2 separate regions of the Mus musculus genome follow, and region 1 is linked to region 2. The links are chromatin contacts, called in public Hi-C maps. All regions are on one chromosome and are shown on one strand. The core of a region is the stretch at or near the end of the contact, and the rest is flanking DNA. Distances in the headings are between cores, read along the strand shown. Region 1 overlaps Gm34112 (a long non-coding RNA gene). Region 2 has its middle 69 kb from the start of 9430093N23Rik.

Region 1 (5,331 bases), core at 1,960-4,459, 310 kb after region 2:
CAGCAGGGATTTTCCTGGAGGGCAGCAATGATGTAACACTAATACCCTGGATTTACACACCAGTCTCCCTCCCAATAGCCCCAGGGTACTACCTTTTATTTAGTTTTAAATGTTTTTCCACTCTCAATGGAGTCTGTGGTGACACTGCCTGCCCATAGCTGTGCTTTGGAGTGACTTGGAAGCTCTATGGTTGGATGACATATATTTTGAGAACCAGGCACTGTGGCATATGCCTGTAAGTTCAGTTCTCAAGACGCTGAGACAGGATGCCATCTTGGACTATATAGAGTGTTCTAGGCCAGTCTGAGCTGGAAAGCCTGTATCAAACAAAACAAAACAAAAAACAAAACAAGTGTTGTTGATTCTAACTCATCTGCATCTAGCTTTTAGTCTGTGGTTGGTCTCCTGGGTTGTGCAAATTGCCCAGTTTTGAAGAGTGTAATGAAGCTGTCTACGATGTAGTTAGAAGGGTACAGGATCCACCAGGAATGCAGGCACAAAAGCGCCAATAATGGCCTTTTAAACAGCTCTACCACTCAAGAGGCAAGAAGAGGGTGAAGAGGGCTGGGAGAGATGTCAGTTAGTAAAGTGGTTGCCGTTCAAGTCTCAGTTCCCAAGTTCAGTTCCAAACATCCACATAAAAAGCCATGTGGGTGAGGGACCTATAATCTCGATGCCCTCTCCGTGTTGAACAAGGAGATCATCAAATATTACAGAGCTCTGGGAATCGTTAAGTGCAGGCTGAGCAAGAGGAAGAACCCACTGGCCTGTAGATTACTCTCAGTATCGTAATTCTGTATTTTATTTTTATTCATCTCCCCACCACCACCTTTCAGTTTAACTTCTGAGAAATTAAAACACATCTTCAACGCCTACCTCTTAGGCTTCCTGGAAGCAGTGCTGACCCAACACTTCAATATCACATAGATGCTAGATGCTGGGATTTATGGTTGTAGACACTGGGCAGCTCTTGTCTGGGGTTGGGACATCTAGTTGGGGTGGTTGGGGTCTCTTGATTCTCTCAAAAGGAGTCCACAGAGGCTTCAGCTCCACCCTGGTCTTACCCCCATCTCCTTTATTTACTACTATTGGATGCAACTCTTCTATGAGTTCTCAACTTGGGCCTCCTGGGCTCATAAAAGCTTCATGGAGAGGGAGAGGGAAGCCTGGAATGCCACGGCACAGTCCTAAGGGACTTCTCAGCAACCAATCAATGCATCCCAATGTTGACACTCCCGAGTGAAAAGAATGTTGATGGCCCATCCATGAGTGCTGACCGCAGTCATGGATGGAGAGGAAACAGTAAAAGATGAGAAGGGGCTGTTAGGGGCGTGGCAGGCAGGTGAGGAGCTGCTGGAATGGAGGAAAGAGATGGACAGGATATGTTAGGAAGTGCCATTCAGGGCCAGTTACTAACTGTGCCCTGATTACAGGACTACCCAGGTGGCAGCGGGGCTCCCAGAAGTCAGTCTGAGGAGCTCACCTCTTAAAACACACTCCAACTTCATAGTTGAGCTCAGGGAAAGTTATGTTTAGCCCCCTCAACAAAAGAGTTTTATGGATGAAGATTTTTCCACATTCCCAAGATTCCAACCAACCTCAGGTCTGAATTAACTCAGATATGCTGTTTTGTTTACATAGAATATCCCTAACAGATGTGTGAGGACATTAGGGTCCCCTGGGAATATGTTTTCGAAAGAGAATCCTTCTTATTCCTTCTTCAGGTGGGTTTTTTTGTTGTGTGCTGGTGACTTGTGGAAAATGGACCACCTCTGGCTTAGCGATCAGGTCTGAACATTTCAGATGATGATAAACTCTATTTCATAGCATTTATCATTCCAGACATAAAAGTAATATATGTCAATGTCCTTTGAAAACTTCTCTGAGACACCATATACATGAATTATAATAACAAACATTTTTAGTTTTACAAAACAGATCATCCAACCTGACTAATAAAAGGTGACACAGGATCTAAGGAGATGACCCCGTACTTGTTGTACAAGCACGAAGACCTGATTTCAGACCCCCTAGTTAAAAAAGGGAATGGTTATAGGCACCTCTAACACTAGCACTGTCTGGGGCAGAAACAGGAGGGTCTACTGGGCTGGCTGAGTGCCAGCCTTGTTCCAAGTTCAGTGAGAGAACCTGTCTCAAAGGAACAATAAGGAGAGTGATCAACGAGGAAGACAGCAACATTCTTTCTCTGTCCTCTACACATGCATGTAAGAGTGTATTCATCCACACAAAGAGTGAGAAGATACCACACATACATATATGCATGCCTGTGTGTGCATGCACGCACATGTGCGCGTGTGCACACACACACACACACAATGGGGAGAGAGGAGAGAGAGAGAGAGAGAGAGAGAGAGAATCCTGCAGAGAGTGTTCTGAATGCCATCTCTGAGCAGAATCGTCATCTCAAGGCTCTTAAATCCTTCAAATAAGGAAGGTCCCAGCCCTCTGCTGCACAGCAATCCCACAATGCCCTGAGCCACACTGTCTAAAGAGTCCTCTTAATTTCACCCCAGAGCTCATCTGCTCTGAGTGCAGTCCTGATATCTTTGAGAGGTGGCAGCCCTCCCCCAATCTTAGTCAATTAAACAAGCTATTGTTTCTGATTAAGATATCACATCCCAGAGAATAACAGCAATTAAAGCTGGAACAGGGACCCCATGGGTCGCGCAGTCCACTTCCCCGCCAGCTCTCAAGGAGGTTTTACATTAGGCTGTAGTTTTATGTGGTTTTCCTGATTTGGTTTTTAAAATCCCAGTACCTGTCAGTGCTAATTACATTCTGGCTGGACATCTCCACCATGACTTGATCAACTTAGCACGGCTGATTTTCACAGGGCTGACACAGAGCGACTGCTGCTTGGTCATCACAGAACACTGGACAGTTGCCGGGCATGCTTCTGGAGGAAGGAAAGCTGTGCGGTGATTTGGTCTCCTGGGGAATTAGAGGGGTTTGTTTTCTGTCGGAAATGCTTTTGTCAGTTACTGTGTTTCAAAATGCTGGTAACATAGTAGGTCTTTTGTTTTCCTTTGGCTAACTTAGAAAAGAAAAGAAAAGAAAAGAAAAGAAAAGAAAAGAAAAGAAAAGAAAAGAAAAGAAAAGAAAAGAAAAGAAAGAAAAGTAGGTGTCTCCTATGCCTAAGTGTTACTTCGCTGGTAACCAATTCCCCCACTGCACGGGAGGCTGGAGCAGTCTGTAGGAGAAACAAATGGTCCCTGAGGATTTATTGCAGGATAGAGCTGATAGTTTACCATGATGCACTGCTGGGTCCTGCTGTTCACTTCCCTCCATTCTCAAGGCTGGAGTGTATGTGACAAATAAAGAAACAGAGGCCACTCCAAAGTCACCATGCCAGAGTCACAGTGGTAAACAGTCTAATTTTAACAAATATTTTATGGATCAAATTTGACCTATTTAATATCTTAAAATAATATTTATTAAATTAAGGAACCGATATGTTGTTAATTTTATCTAGGAATATTTAATATTACATAAATATAATTATTTTCTGTGTAACAATTTTACAAGTCATAAATAGTCAGTGGATTGAAGTTATTAAATAAGATGTTCAGCATGCTAATAAAATAAAAGTTTATTTTAAAACTAAACTGCTATAAATATTAATAATCTGAAACATTTTGGTTTTGTTATTTCCTTTTAAATGGTGTTGGCTCCATTTTGGCCCATTCTTTTTAAAATACCTGGGACCTCTTTCCCTTTGTAGGCCGTGGTCCAATTCCACACTGATGTCCCTGTTACTGTGTTTGGAGTGGAGTCTGTGCAGACTTTCTCACTACCACGGGGCTCCTCACATCTGAGGAAAACAAAAACTGTTATCGTGTTTGATTTCTTAATAATATCTCGAGTAAATCTGCCTCAGAGTGATTTAGGAAATATGTTTTATACAATATTACTGTCATATTCTTTTACAATTAAAACATATTATGCATACTGGAACAAAATAATAATGACCTCTACTCTCTGTCTTTAGCCTCAGCCAACAGGTTTCCAGGAACTCATTTTTGTATCTATTTTGAGAGAGATACTATAGTATTTCAAGCAATATTTCCCTCTAGCAGAGAGAGATGATAGACACATTTTGTTCTGAGTTGTGTGTGTGTGTGTCTGTGTGTTTGTATGTGTGTGTATGTGTGTGTGTGCTTTAAGCATGGAGTGATATTAATGGACAAATGTAATATGCACCACGCCTCACATCGTCTCAGGCCCTCTTTATGTATATTAATTTACTTGACATAGCTGAGTACCCTGTGAGACAGTCCTAGGCATGATGTTCATCCTCAAACAAGGCCACAGGAAGTTCGGAGCTTAAATTAGTTGCTGGAGACTTGAATGAGGTTGAGACTTACATCTCAGACACATTCTGAAATATTAGAAATAACAATGAACACTGATGCTTTTAACATGTATGTGATAGCTCACCTCTTATGAGCCAGTCTCCTAACCTGGACATTTGGACCATTTCTCCTCCCTACCCAGACTTTAAACACTGCGACAGTGACCGTGCTTGACTGCACACACTGCTTTTTCCAATTCTTTGAAACAGAACAACTTGGTTCATTTATACTTTCAGAACTAGAAAAGCAAACAAACCAACCAACCATGCTCATAGGAGTTGCTTGAATTTTCCTCCCATTCCAGAAACTCTTCTTTAAATCCTTGAGTGGGGCTTGGGTCTCCCAAATTCTCCAGCTGAATTTGGGGGCTCTGAGCACAGTACCTATTCTCTTGTATGGAGATTAGTCACAACACACTGATAAATTCTCACTCTGTAGGCTCCTGGGTCTGAGAACAGAGGGATTAAGACACATTCTATGCCCTTCTGCAGCACTGTGCACAAAGCATGACGTTCCTTCAGCACGCAGAGGGGTTAGACCTTCAGCCTTACTCCTTGAACTTACTCCTTGGTGGTTAAACTGATGGTTTCACCCCCGAGGAAGATTTAATTCCTCGATAAGCCTTAATCGTGCCCTGTGACATTTTTAGTTGTAGTGGTGGAGTGGTGGACCTAGTGCTATGGGGGCCAAAAGGTGGAGGCTAACTTCCTCACGATGTACACAGTATCTCTGCCTTTTCAACAAAAGATTACCCAGTGCAAGATGCCAGTAGGTTCAGGGCTGAGAAAAGCTCCAAGTCAATTATCACACTCTTTGATACCGTTAGTAGTCTGCCCATGGGCAAACACAGACACACCTGCCTTCGGCTTCACTAAGGTTCCCACGAATGCTCTTTTTTTACTGCATTAGGCTGTAATTTCTTGGGTTCACAGCTATTTCTATTAAGAAAGACTCTGCT
Region 2 (4,991 bases), core at 495-2,994:
CATCCATCCATCCATCCATCCATCCATCCATCCATCCATCCATCTATCTATCTATCTATCTATCTATCTATCTATCTATCTATCTCCATCCATCCATCCATCTATCTATCTATCTATCTATCTATCTATCTATCTATCTATCTATCTATCTATCTATCTATGCATATCTATGTATCTATTAGCATTTTATGTGTCTATCACCTATCTATCTATCTATCTATCTATCTATCTATCTATCTATCTATCTATCTATCTATTCATCTATCTATCTATCTATCTATCTATCTATCTATCTATCTATCTATTCATCTATCTGTCTGTCTATATATGTATCTTTCTTTGTATCTATCTATCTATCTATATATATCTTTCTATGTATGTATGTATCAATCTTTCTATGTATTTATGTTTCTGTGTATTTATATATCTTTGTATCTTGTATCTATGTCTGTATCTGTGTATCTATGGTCTATCTATCTATCTATCTATCTATCTAGATACATTTCCACTGCTGCACAGAGTAGGTCTAGTTTTGTAGTTAGACACATTTCCACTGCTGGGGATTTTATCTGGAGATTGGTTTCCTTTTGCATAAAGTGGAGTAAAAGTAGGATAGAGAAACACAGAGACACAAAGACAGCCACGGCAGCAACACAGATGCCTTCTGAGGCGGAACAGAGGAGGAACACACGCGTGAGCTCTGCTGGCCCTGGGACAGGTGGGAATGCTGGGGTGTTTTAGCCAACATGTGTGTGTGTGTGTGTGTGTGTGTGTGTGTGTGTATGTGCAATGCTTTCAAAGGGTCAATTAAAAACAAGACAAAATCCTCATGCTAGTCAGATAAAATTATCAGACGGGCAGATTTCTCCCGACATCTGCCAGGTCAAGGAGCCGGAAGGGAGGCTGGAAGATTGGGGTTTATCAGAGGCACGTTTTGATTCTCTGATTCTTGTTTTACTTAACATGGTTGAGGCAGGACAAGCACCTTCCCTTAGCCCTCCTTTACTAGGTTGTTCTTTGGTGGGGAAAAAAAAAAAGAATCTGTCTACTTGAAACTGGGACAAGAGCTAGCTAGAGGGGATACCTTTATTTCTTTTGCCAAAGATAACTCTGGAGATTAAAAAAGAATTCTCTTCGAGTTTACGAACCCAAGTCCCCACATGGAAAGCCAGCACACTGCAAGCTGCTTCCCTCTGGTGTCAGGTGGAGGCTGAGGAGGGGAGAAGGGAGACATTAGTGTCTGGCCCTCGGGAGCATGGAGGGTATAGCTGAACGGTTCCTAACCTTTCTCTTGCCCTGAGGGCTGTTCTTTAACCTCACGACTCTCCCAAGGCCAAGGCTATTAAATTCTATGCCCCGCAGAGAATGCCAGGGCATCTCCCCCTTCGCGGTATTCAAGAAGTGGGATCAGGTAAGATATGGGTCATTCTTGCCTACAGCTATGCTTTGTTTGCGTGACACAGTAGTTAAAAATTTTCGTAGTTTAAAAATTAACTCCAGGGCTGGAATGATGACTTATTTTGTGTCATGCTTGTCCAACAAGCTTGAGGACCAGAGTTCAAGCCCCTGGACCCACATAACAAAGTCAGGCCTATCTTCACAATGCCCACACTGGGAAGGCAGAGGCAGGACCATCCCGAGGGCTTGCTTGCCAGCCAGCATCTGGTCCACTTGCTCTGAGCCAGTGAGAAATCCTGTTACAAAAAGAAGAAAGACACCTCACAAGGAAGAACATGTGACGTGGTCTTTTGGTCTGCACATGTGTGTACACACGTGCATGCACACAGGATCACGATGTTCACTGTGGGAGCACGTGTACTTGCACACACATGCGCACATATATTGAGACTTGCCAGTTTATTCTATATGCCAGGGCTTAGAAGCCAGGGTATTTGGATATCTACATGAAGAGTAGAATTCATGGCTTCTTCTGGAATCTGAAAGCTGTCATTTTAGAGCCACAGCTGCCCTGCCACAAGTGACTATGGAAAATGTACCCACATTTCTGAAAGCACAGTCACCGTGGCGCCCATCAATCTGCGCCCAGCGCAGTCTGCTTTCCATGGCTTTTCACAGCTGACCCATCGTAGACAGCCAGGAATGGACGCCTGACCTCTGTGTTTATGGTATCGGTGGCTATGACGTAAATTGCTGTAAATGGCTCAGATACCATCTTTAATTTCAACAGCAGCCTGCTCTTTAGTTCCCGACTTTCCCTTTTAAAAGCCAGTATTGCTAATTATCCTGGCGAAGCATTCTCTGCTTTAGACTCGATAAAGTCCCCGCTAATGGATCTGATCTTTGGTAGGTTAATCTAGCAGATACCCTCTCTCTTTCTTTCCCCCTTCTGGTGTTTTCCCTTCCCCAGCATCCTCCCTGCCAACTCATTCAGCATGCGAGGAACCTTCAGGTGTTTCGGAGCCTTGGAGAACCTTCCAGGAAACGCTGCAAGCTTGCCATGTTGTCAGAGGCTAAAAGCACGATGTTCAATCCAAAAGCTTTGTGTAATTTTTTTTTTCAAATTCAACATTCAAGTTAAAAAACTTGGATGCTTCTCTGCCTTACATTTTAATGAGTAGCTTTTTCTAAAAGGCTTAAAAAAATAATTCCACAGGCACAAAAGTTTAAATGCTTTGCCCAATAGCGTGGCGTGCTGAGGGGACATGCTGTTTTTGTGCCATTTGAAAAGCGAAAATACGCAAATGGGGGCTGTTGGGATGGCTCTACGGTTAGGAGAGCTTGCTACTCTTGCGGAGGACTAGGGTTCGATTCTCCGCATCAACACTGGGTGTCTCCACTGCCTGTAACACCAGCTCCAGGGGATCTGACACTTCCTTCGGGCTTCTGTAGGCACCCGCATTCTTGACCATATACCACCACACACACATACATGAGCAAAAGTAATCTTTAAGAAGCCAACAGTACTCAAACAGCAAGCAGGAGCCAAGATTAGACAAAGAAATACTGAATATTATGTTCTCATGTCGTAACCGCATCAATGAAAAAAGCAAAGCAAGCAGCTTCTTATGGATTTCCCCCCATTGTATCATTTTATAGGTGTGTGTGTGAGCCTGGGTGTCTGGTAAACTTTTGTGAGAATCATTCTTCCCATTAGTTTTTGTTGTAATTACCACCATGCTTATTGTAATTTCTGATTGATCTTCAATTGGTCTTGCCTAATAACACTTCATCTTGAGGTGTCTACGCCTGCAGGCTGCTCAGTTATGTGGCAAATGATTTATCTATAAACGCTCAACACGCCCGGGAGTTCAATATTTAGAAGGATCTCTTTGTAAAGCAAGGAGTGCTTCTGGTGTGCAAATAATATGGTGGTGAGTTCTGCATTGGGATAAACGTCAATGCTACCCTGGCTGAAGCGTGTCTCCCCTCCTCTCCCTTTCAGCAATTGCATGAAATTCTATGCTGGTTTGTCAATTCTCTTCAGGCCTATCTTTCTGCTAGGTTGTAATTTCCATGAGGGTAGGACTCATCTCTCTCTCTCTCTCTCTCTCTCTCTCTCTCTCTCTCTCTCTCTCTCTCACTCTCTCTCTCCTTTCTTCCCTCCCTCCTCCCTTCTTTCTTTCTTAAAGAATTAAAAAAAAACGCACATGTGCTATTCTCTGTATGGGTATGTGCATATGAATGCAGATGCCCTCAGCAGCTGGAAGAGGGTGTGAGATCCCATGGAGCCTTAGTTACAGGTGGTTGTGAGACACTTGATGTGAGTGTTGAGGACTCTGCAAGAGCAGCACAGCTTCTGTGCCACTCAGCCATCTCTCCTGCCTGCTTCCTTTTCCTTTTAACGAATCTGAGGGGAGTGAAATATGAGAAGCCATTGAGTTGAATCAGGCTAGTTCATTTGTACAGTTGGATGTTACCACATCTTCTCCAGGATGCTCTGATTTTACCCAACAGAAATTCCATGACCATTAAATAGCAATTCCCTACCTTCTCCTCCAGCCCCTGGAAACCAACACGTGTTCTGTCTAAAGAAATCAGACTGGACCCGGTGCCTTGGATGAGTGGAATCACACAGGGGTCTATGCCCCTGAGGCTTGTTTCATCAAGGATGCTAACCATGAGGATCATGTGAATCCTCATGTGAATGAAGATATCAGAATATCTTTACGCTTTATAAACATGTATGCTGGTAGTTAATATCGACTATTAGCTTGTCAGGATCTAGAATCATCCAGGAGACAGATCTCTAGGTGTGTTTGTGAGGGCATTTCTATATTTGGTCAGTAGAGGTAGGAAAACCTACCCTGAACGCAGGTATTGCCATTCTGTGTGCTGGAGTCCTGGACTGCATAAAATAGGAAAGTGGGCTGGTGCTAGCACTCATCTCTCTGTTTCCTGACTGGATGCAAACTGACCAGCTGCCTCACACTCTGGTCACCATGACTTCTTTGCCAGTTTGAGGAGTGTATCCTCAATCTGAGAGCCAAGAGAGACCCTTCTTCTCTGAGGATGCTCTTGCCATAGCAACAAGAAAACGCAGGCAGTATGTATCTGATGAGCAAATACATAAATGCAAGAAAGAATGCACCTTGTGCGGTACCTCTCTTCAGACACACAGTAGGTCTCAAGCAACACCCTCTTCTTGGTTTGCGGTAAGGACCCACGCAAGTCACCAAGGTGATTTATTGGAACATGAGGGACTAGCCATTTCTCCTGCACCTGTTGTTTAAGTCCAGTGTATGAGTGTCAACCCTGTGGTGTACTCTCTTGTAATTTGGGTTGCCTTCCGACAGCTTCTAATTAACCAGTGGGTGGTGCTCTGTTTGTCTTTCCATCTGCCTCCACACTTGTCAGGAGCCAGTGACAAACCTAGAGAAACCGGGGGCCACTCTGATAATTAAGGTTTAGGGGGCTTCTTCACTGACCCCCATCATGGGCCAATTGCCTTCTCTGCCTCTGGTGATGGGCAGCTGATATCTGACAAAACACCAGCCTTCTCTCATAGGCACAGCAGTGGGGGGCTTTCCCAC

Evidence for each region. Hi-C and Micro-C count contacts between places; a contact is called where the count stands out from the background.
Region 1: a contact with region 2 is called in a Hi-C map of the N1E-115 cell line, with 2.7 times the contacts expected there. The contact joins two enhancer-like sites. A contact is called at or near these places in 1 of 484 Hi-C or Micro-C datasets (the N1E-115 cell line) and 1 of 9 other capture datasets (embryonic stem cells).

Annotation. Positions count from the first base shown.
Region 1 is chr2:169,472,077-169,477,407 of GRCm38.p6, forward strand. The region is part of intron 2 of Gm34112 (a long non-coding RNA gene); the gene reads right to left. The region is part of intron 1 of Gm14249 (predicted gene 14249); the gene reads left to right. Among named protein-coding and RNA genes, the nearest start is that of Gm14249, 13 kb to the left of the region's middle. Within about 2 kb of position 3,210, at least 10 of the 459 cell types and tissues checked have an H3K27ac peak or open chromatin away from gene starts, as enhancers often do. A contact at or near this core is called in the N1E-115 cell line, where this site is marked.
Region 2 is chr2:169,162,892-169,167,882 of GRCm38.p6, forward strand. No RefSeq gene overlaps it. Among named protein-coding and RNA genes, the nearest start is that of 9430093N23Rik, 69 kb to the right of the region's middle. Within about 2 kb of position 1,745, at least 1 of the 459 cell types and tissues checked has an H3K27ac peak or open chromatin away from gene starts, as enhancers often do. A contact at or near this core is called in the N1E-115 cell line, where this site is marked.